2 separate regions of the Rattus norvegicus genome follow, and region 2 is linked to region 1. Evidence: chromatin contacts called from public Hi-C data. All regions are on one chromosome and are shown on one strand. The core of a region is the stretch at or near the end of the contact, and the rest is flanking DNA. Distances in the headings are between cores, read along the strand shown. Region 1 has its middle 28 kb from the start of Arap3. Region 2 has its middle 65 kb from the start of Pcdh1.

Region 1 (4,744 bases), core at 590-3,089:
TGGTCAAGTGCAGACACCAACCTGCAGTGGATGTAGCAGCCACTCCCATTCCATAAGTGGGCAGGACCAACTGACCCTTGGGCGTCAATACGGTAAACCACAGACCCAGAACTACCATGATTTTTTTTTTTTATTTTAAGTTTTTCAGTTCTTTGAGCTGGGGTTTACTCTGTAGCCCTGGCTGGCCTATGACTCATAATGTAGACCAGGCTGGCCTCAAACTTACATTGATCTCCTCCTTCTAGCCCACGGAGTGTCAGGATTACAGGCGGCTGTGGGCCTACTGTGCTCCCTCTTCTTCTATCTCTCTGCTTGGAGCTGCAAAGGTACCCAAACTGTGACCCGGTTCTGCAAGCACAGCGCTGTTCTCCTGAGCTCAAATTGTAGACTGTAGACTTGATCCCTTCACACCCAAATCCTAGGCTTTGACTGCAGCCCAGCCTTGAGGGCAGGGCTGAAATCCTGTCTTACACTGTCTGTTGCCTGAGTGCTCCAGGCTCCTGCCCACATCAAACCTTGGTGTTCCCATAAAATTTTCCAGAGTGAGGGGACCCCTCCCAGCTTCATCTCAGAACCTTCCCTTGGTTAGAGCTGCCAGGAGACGCAGGATCAGGGTACAGAAAACTCGGTAATAACAGGAGCGCAGGCAGCATGGCTGTTGTATAAAAACAGATTAAAACCTCATCGGGTTGGGGTAGGAAGTAATTCAGCAGCTTGGCCACCGTGGGAGAGCCCGAGGCAGCAGGTGCTGATGGCTAAACCAAAGAGCTACACTGGGGTTGGGAGTGTTCTGGCCTTGGGGGTCTGAACTACTTCCTCTGAGTCTCACCCCCAGAGCCACCTTCCTCTGTAGCCTATCTTGAAGTCAAGGTTGACACACCCTGGTCCCCTAGGGAGCGGTGAGGCAGGCTGAGGAGGTGTAGTCCTTGCCTAGCTCCACAGGCGGGCTCATTTACTCCTCAACTAGACATTGTTTTTCTCATTTGTTATATAGTCTAAGTCTCCTCACCTAGACGTTAAACCCCAGGCCTGATCATTTGTGTCCTGCAATGTATCTCCTGCCTGCAAGAAGGGCTTAGGTGTTGAGTGAATGAATCCATAGATTAGAGTCCTGTCTCTCTCAGATCAGCCTCATTGACCTCGCTGGCCTCAATTATAGGAGCTGTAAAATGGGTTGGGGTGCCTCTAGAAGGGCGATCTCAGGTCAGAAGGGACTTGAATGTATCTGGTTAAATTTAAACCAGGTGTGATGCTACGACCCCAGCACTGGGGTGGTGAAGGCAAGATCAGAAGTTCAAAGTCACTCCTTGCAATATAGAGAATTCGAGGCCAGCCTGGGCTACATGAGACCTTGTATCAAAAAAGATAAATAAACAAAAATTAAAAAAGGATTTCGCTAAACTGATTTATTTTTCTTTAAGAAAATTGAAATCGTGTCTGACTCTAGAGTTACCATCAGGGGGCGCCCTTGTGCAAGGCGCTGGGAACGCGACGCCTTCGCTGGCTCCAGGGAGAGTTCGGCCGTGGCCGCCCCCTCTCCCCGCCTCCACCTTTGGGGGTTACCTTCTTTCCCCTCCGTCCGGTTCACACGCCCACCCCCACTCCAGCCCCCGTTCCCGCTCCAAAGACTGTCTCTGCAGCCCGGCGCCCCTCCATCCCCCACCCAGCCTAGACTCCTTCCACCCACGCAGCCCCATATGCTGGGAAGAGCCTCCCACTCCCCATCTGTCAAGCCGCTTCCTTACCCCCATTCCCCCGCTCCGCCGCCATCCCCTCCTCCGGGAAGCCCTTCCTGATTGACAGAACGGGGAACCAACCTTGCAGGACACTTGGCCCCTGTCCCACTGTCCTAAGCAGAGGGTTGTATTAGGCAAGGGATGAACTCAACCTCCGAGCCTGGCTTTGGAGACAGATGTGCGAACTCTATGAGTTTCAGGTTGTGGAAAACCTTGCTAAGGCTCAGCAGCTAGGCTGGGAGGAACGCCCTCACTCCCGCCCCACTTTTGTCCCGCTTCAGAGGCAGGGGAGTGGGGCGTCCCCCACCCCCGCGGGTGCGGGATTGTGGTAGGGACAGGGACGCAGGGCCTGGGGAGCCGGGTGCGGAGGAACACGGTCTGTTTCTCTCGCCTGAAGGACTGGTTTCATTTCGCAGATTGATTATTGCTGCATGTGTGGATGTGCGCGCGCGCTGGGCGTTGTTAGCTTTTTCTTAAATGTACCTTGCTTGTCTAATGAATGTTTGATTGCACCTACATCCGGAGGCTGTTTTAATGAAAGGTGAAGGCTCCTAGAGGGAAATAAATAAATAAAAGATTGTTCCCCATCCCTTTGCACCTCCTTCTCCCAGCAACTCTCCGTCCCCAGCTGTCTTCTGAAGCCTGTGCCTCGCGGACGAATTCTGATCCTGTTTGAATGTTCTTGTGTAAAGGATGCTTCTCTCCCGGGGAAATCAGCCCCCTCCATCGGTCAATCTCCGGGCTTTTATTAAGGGCGTGAAGGGGAGATAAATGAGGAGAGAGGGCTGAGGGGGAGGAGAGGAGCCCTTTAGCTCCCGCCTTCACTCTACACTGTGGCTTTGCTCACTTGTTGAGTGGTGGGTTCTGAGTCAGGCTTTGCCTAAGTCAAGTTCGATTCATCAGAATGTGATTGGCTGAATTTGAGAGAGCCTCAGTTTCCTTAGCCGTAAAATGGAGATCATCGTGTTCATGTCTGGTGTTTGGGTGTTAGTGCATTATGTAAAGTTCAATTAAGTGCAGAGAAAGCAGGCAGCGGAAGCAGCTATAAATGTCTAGGGAACAGGGGTGGGGCACAGACCCCCAGAGACTGGCAGAGAGGGTTTGGGCTTGCGTTTATCAGTCTGAGGTCATTACCAAGGCCTGTGTGCCAGCCTCTGTTTTCCCCTGGATTCAGCTGTGAGAGCAGTAAGGGCCTCTGCACTCCATGTGTAACTTCCACACTGCACTCCATGAGTAACCTGCCACAGCCCCCTTCAGGGCTAAGACAGCAAGAAGGGAAACCTCAGTACACAGAGAAGGATCCCCAGCTCTGCCTGGCTTCTCAGACTGCAGTTTCATCAGGCAAAGATGAGGCGTGTCTGGGCATTGGCCTACTAGAGGACGCTGAGGTGAAGAGAGTGAAGTCATGGCTGATTGTAGAATGAAAATGTCATTCTCCCATGGTGGTGCTTAGAGAAACGGTCCTGGGGGAGAGTGTGGTGGCGAATGCACTTAGTCCCAGCATTGGCAGACAGAGGCAGGCAGATCTCTGAGTTTGAAGCTAGCCTGGCCTACAGAGCAAGTTCAAGAGCTGCCAAGTCTCAAGCCCCAGCCCTCAAAACAAGAATGGAAAGAAGAAAAACAGTAGTCCTGGGTTCAAATCCCGGGTTTTCTATTTTCTGTCTTTGTGACCAGAGCAAGTTATTCAGCCTTTCTGTACCTGACTTTCCTCTCCTGTTACATGGGTATATTCATAATAAAAGGCTAACCCCAACTTTCCTGTCACTGGATTTTTATGGAAATGAATGAGGTTAACATTCAGTAAGTGTCAAATAGTATTGATACCCATTGGTATTGGAAGATCAGCTGACAGGTAGGGATGAAATTAGGAAGTACCTTCTAATCCTTGGCAGAGAGTCTGGGTCAACCTAAGCACAGCAGGGAATAGAGGAGCCGTCAAATCTGTGTCCACCTTGATGTCATTTCTGGTTCCTCATTTTACACCCACATGCAGCTCGGCAGTAGCCATTGTCAGCACCTCTGTCATGACTCACAGAGCACCCGACCATTTCTTGCCACTTCCACAGCATCTTGGCCTCTGCTGTCCCATCTCTCTCCTCCACTGCTATAATGGCTTCCTGGCCCATCTGCCCTGCTATCTACTCTCCACACTGAGGTAGATAGGGCAGCAGTGGCTGCTCAGTGACCTTATCTCTCACTCGGGGGCAACGCCAGAATTTTCATGGTGATTGGCAGATACTGTGAGGTGAGGCCCATTACCAAACCCACCCCTCCCCTCTTTAAAAAAAATTACAACTATTTATTTATTCGATGAGCTCATGTAATCACTCCATGATATATATGCAGAGGTCAGAGAGCAACTTTGTGGGAGTTGGTTTTCTCCTTTAACTCTGTGATTCCTGGGGATCAATTTCAATCTTGGTGACAAATGTCTTAAGCTACTGATGTGTCTCACTGGTTTCCCCCTTGGTTTTTGGCCTTATTCTGTAGCTCAGGCAGGCCTAGACTATGTAGCTAGAGCTGGCCTAGAGCTAGATGGTAATCCTGCACCCTCCCCCCTCTTGTCTTATTCCTCTAGCCTGATGGTGCCCGCACCCTTGACAAGCTTAAGTGTGAGCTTGTGAGGAAGTTCCTCTGTGGGATTTGCACTTGATGTTCTATCCGCCTGGTCCAACTGCAGTTGTATCAACAACAATCAGTCTCCCCATCGCCCCTTCAGGCATAGGATCAGTGAGGTCTGCCTTGCAGAGCCTACCTCCTGTCTGAGTGCTCACACTTAGCATTAGGAAGCACTCCAGAACACTGCAAATGTACTTGATTACTTACCACAGACCCTCACCACCTCAGTGGACTGCAGGCTGCACAAAGAGAATGCTTTTGTTTGTTTCATTGTTACACCCTTGTAGCCAGGGCAGTGCCTGGCACACAGTAACCTCTCAGTAACAATTTGTTTAATGAGTGGGTTGAATTAATAAGTGCCAGAGAAACACAAGTGGTACAATGTACAG
Region 2 (4,196 bases), core at 756-3,255, 110 kb after region 1:
CCCAGGCAGAGCTGCTGAGCCACCATGTCAGCCAGAGTGTGTCAGCCCCGGGATGGGGTTGAGCCTGCTTTTATCTCCTCTGGCTGTGTAGGATTTACAAGCTTTTGAAATGCAGGATTAATAAGAAGAGGCCGGTGTTTTAATCTATAATGGAACAGAAAGTATCATTATTGTTAAATAATGCACAGCCTGTCGTTTATTAAGAATTAATGGTTTATCGAGTGTTCAGGTTGCAGCAGCCGCCTGTGCCCTCCCTGGCCTGGGCTCCTAGCCGGTGGCCTGGCCTTCAGTCTTGTCCCTAGAGCCTGCAGGCTGCAGGGGCAGCAGCCACCAGTGGGTGGCCTGAAAAGCTTGGGGCTTCTGCTGAGGGGCTTGGCCTCTCTCAGTGCTGTTCTCTGGTGGGATCAGGGACAAGGATGCAGAATGGAGAGATGCGATGCAGTAATTCCCCCCTCTCCTCCCTTAGCCTGGATCCTTCTGTCCCATTTCAGAGCGAGGAACATCCCTGGCTCACCATGTTTTCAGGCCAGGAGGCTGTCTCCATTCTTGGAAGTGGGGACAGTCCAGGAGGTATCTTCACCCTGGGTGTTACAAATCCCTCAGAACCAGTACCAACAGAGACCTCCTGGCTCCCAAAAAGGAAGCCACATTAATCAAGAACTTTCTACAGGCCCAGGCATCATCCCACCTGTAACACCAAGAACCCAAGGCTCATAGAAATGATAAGATCTATCCAAGGCCATGGCGCAGACAGATCTAGAGCTGAGACATTCTTATTATTTTTTAAAGACATTTAGCTCACGGTGGCCTTAAACTACCTATGTAGCCAAGGATGACCCTGAGCTCCTGATCTTCCTACCTCCACCCCCTGCATGCTGGAATTACAGATCTGTACCATCACAGTTAACTTAGAGCCAAGCTATTCTACTCCCCGCCCCCCACTCTTTCCACTCTAGACCTCGAGGCACTAGCTCTGAGCTCCTCCATTGTTTGAAAATAGATGATTTTCAAGGACAGTGCTTGTGAATTGCTATAGGGTCTCTGTGTCTGTCACACAACAATTCAACACCAATGAAGCACAAACAAAGCAAACCAAAAACCCCCAGCAAATCCAGCATCTCCCCCAGCAGGAAGCACTGAGTATGGAGCCAGATGATGTCACAGATGGCTAACCCCTGGCTCAACATCAGAGCCAGATCCATCCTTGACCTCTGAACCCAGAGTGCCTTCTTACCCCAGCACCAACCCACACTGCTTGGTGCTGGCCAGAACACTTCAACCCCAGATATAGATGCTGATTACATGTCCACCATACATATGTAACAGAACCCAAACCCTGTGACCTTGAATAAGTCACCAAACCTCTCCGAATCTCTGGTAGATGTTGTAACAGGCCTGCCTCAAAGGATTATTGTAAGTGCTCAATGAGGTCATCCATGTCAGAGTGTACCACAGACCTGTCAGCAAATACTAGGTTGATACTGGGGAGGAGAGGTGTCGCTGGGGTTACTGACTCCAGTGCATATTCCCAGCATCCATAGCCCACCAATTTCCACCTCATCCCTCCACTGCCGTGATTATGCAGTAAGCACACACTCAGCACCGACCCCTCAGGCTCTATGCTGGACACATGGTGGTATGAGTCAGCCTGGGGCTGTTCTGAGCAACGTCTGTCCCTATCAACCTTCATAGCGCTTTCCACCTCCTTCCTCCAGTCCCAGCTCCAAACCCTTTCCTCTCGACCTTTAAACTTGCAACCTCCTGAAGCCCCCCTCTTAACCCTCATGCTCCACTCTCCATCCATCCCAAACAACTCAGCTTAGCCAGCAGCCCCATTCCTACTTCTTTCCTCCTTCTCCTCTTCTCTTTCCCCATCCTCAAGCGCGACACCACTCAGCTCTACCCTTCTTCCCAGTCCCTATTCTCCCGCCCCACGTCTCTCCCCTCATTCCCAGCCTTTTCCCATTTCAGTTACAGTGCTCTCAAGGTTCTGTTGGGGGTGGGGACACTGCCCCCAGAGGCCATTGTGGGAAGGCGCACCATGAGGAAATGAACCCCCAATATCCCAGGGCAGGCACAGCCCAGGCACCTGCAGTAGGTGGAGTCCCTGATTGGCTGGAATGGGGCGGACACTAACTGAGCTCCAAGCCAGCTTCTTACTCCCCACCCCCACCGCCCCTCTCTCCTCTGGGCGGGCCACCACGCTGGGACCTCGGCCCACAGCCTGGCTCCTCACGCGGCTCCTGTTTTATTAACCTGCTTGTCGCTGCTCTCGCTACTGAATAGGGCCTGGGGGGGCGGGGGAGGAGAAGGAAGGTGGGGGCCGGGCTTTGCGGGCGATCACCATGGAAACAGCAGCTCGGCCAATCAGTGGGCAGGCTGGCCGAGTGCAGCGGGCAGCTCGGTCTCTGAAGCCTCGTGCTGCCGCCGGCTGACTCCTGCCTGACAGGCGGTCCGCAACCCCTGCGAGGCAGAGGATGAAAGAGGGGACAAGACCCTAGGGGAAGTGGCACTGGTAGCTGAGTGGCGGGTGGGCGTGAGGCCGGAGGCACTGGGGGAGTGGGGGCTACACTAGAACATACAGAGAGACTGGGGGTCGGGGGGGTGATTTGCCTAGGTGTGGGGAGACGGTGACAGGACCACAGGAGTCCGGTGCAAGGTGGCCCAGTTTCTCCCTAGTGGAAGTGTTCAATCCAAGCCAGGGTTTCTCGCTGGTTAGAACCACTTCACTCTTTGTAGGGGAAAGGACTGTCTCTGTATCCACGGCCAGGCAACAGCATCCCTGTTTCCCAACTGTGACAAGCAAAGATGACAGCACACATTTGTTGAATGTCCCTGGGGTACAATCCCTGGTCGGGAGCCACTAAGCAGCACCAAGCAGTGGTCACTATTTGTGAAACTTGTTGCCCCTGAGCTGGCTTCCTTTCGCAGGGAGTAGGTGGAGGATGTGAAGGATGTGGAGGAGGAGGAAAAGGACAGGAAGCAGAACAGGAGGAGGAGGAGCCAGAGGGAGTTAGGCTAGGGTCCAGGAGAGAGGACTCCTGGGCAGTTAGTGTTGCAAGGAACAAACAAACTCTCTAAATACCTTCCTTCCTGCCGAGCCTTGCCCAGCTGTCCTGCAGACTCAGTCCTGATGCTATGTCCAGGAAGCCCTCCCTGGTTGTCTCATTGCCATTACTCACCTCGGCCTCCACCACATCCCTGTCTGACTCACTGGTAACAGTTGGCACCCCCGTTGCGGGAGAGTTTTCCCGTGCCAGACCCTGACAGACTTCATTCTGTTTTCTCATTTCATCCTTACAACTCCACACGCTACGTACTGCGATTGTCACCATTTTACAGGTGAGGAAAATGAGGCTCACATTAGTAAGCTTGCCCAAGATCCATCACAGAGCCAGCAATGAGGATTCTAAGCAGGTTGTCAGGTCTGAGAGCTTGCCTGTCTAATGTCGGATGTGTTGTGTGAAGCTTGTGCCTCCTGCATGGGTCTAAAGCCCCTTGCAATGCCCAGCACGCACTGGTGAGTAGCAGGCACTGCAGAACTGCTCTGAATAGGATGGAGGTTCTGTGTGAACAGCCAGGCATCGAGCCCAAGAAGGCTAAGACTGAATGACAACGCCAGAGTGCTGGTTCCCCAGAAGGCCAGCAGGGTTTCCTGTGGCGTGGTCTAGTGGAGCCAGCTCCAAGGAAGAAAATACCACTGAGCCACACTACCTCTCCAGCTCTTCCCCACCGAGCTGTCCTAGTACCATGGATGCTGCGCAGTGGCCCCCCCTAGTGGCGGGAGGGTCACTGATGACAGCGGTGTCCACTAGTGTACGTGAAGATCTCAAGCACAGTGGGTTTCTCACCTGGCCAAATTCTCAGGCTCCAGAGCATCCCCTCGGGGTTAGAACTAAAAGCCTCAAGTGACTGGACTCGGCTCACAGCCCGGAGTCTGACAAGGCAAACCCTCCATTACTACTCTCCCCACAGGAAGAGACCCTTGGCTCCACCCCTAACACATTTGAAGGGAAGAGGTGTTGCCAGCAGAGGACTCAATTAGGGCCCCCTTCGAAACGGCCGGAATGATTCCACCCCCATACCTGCAAGAGAGGGCTTGAGGCTGAGGGGCATCTGCCAGGAAATATTGAATGATACCACTTCCCACTCAGGTTAGAGTTTTTGGTCTGGAATCCAGGAGCTGGATTCCCAGG

What was found. A called contact is a pair of places that touch in the nucleus more often than the background predicts.
Region 2: a contact with region 1 is called in a Hi-C map of liver, with 5 times the contacts expected there. The contact joins two enhancer-like sites. A contact is called at or near these places in 10 of 12 Hi-C or Micro-C datasets (the A7r5 cell line, Schwann cells, frontal cortex and 5 more).

Annotation. Positions count from the first base shown.
Region 1 is chr18:30,109,927-30,114,670 of GRCr8, forward strand. No RefSeq gene overlaps it. Among named protein-coding and RNA genes, the nearest start is that of Arap3, 28 kb to the left of the region's middle. Within about 2 kb of position 1,840, at least 35 of the 93 cell types and tissues checked have an H3K27ac peak or open chromatin away from gene starts, as enhancers often do. A contact at or near this core is called in Schwann cells and liver, where this site is marked.
Region 2 is chr18:30,223,291-30,227,486 of GRCr8, forward strand. No RefSeq gene overlaps it. Among named protein-coding and RNA genes, the nearest start is that of Pcdh1, 65 kb to the right of the region's middle. Within about 2 kb of position 2,006, at least 54 of the 93 cell types and tissues checked have an H3K27ac peak or open chromatin away from gene starts, as enhancers often do. A contact at or near this core is called in Schwann cells and liver, where this site is marked.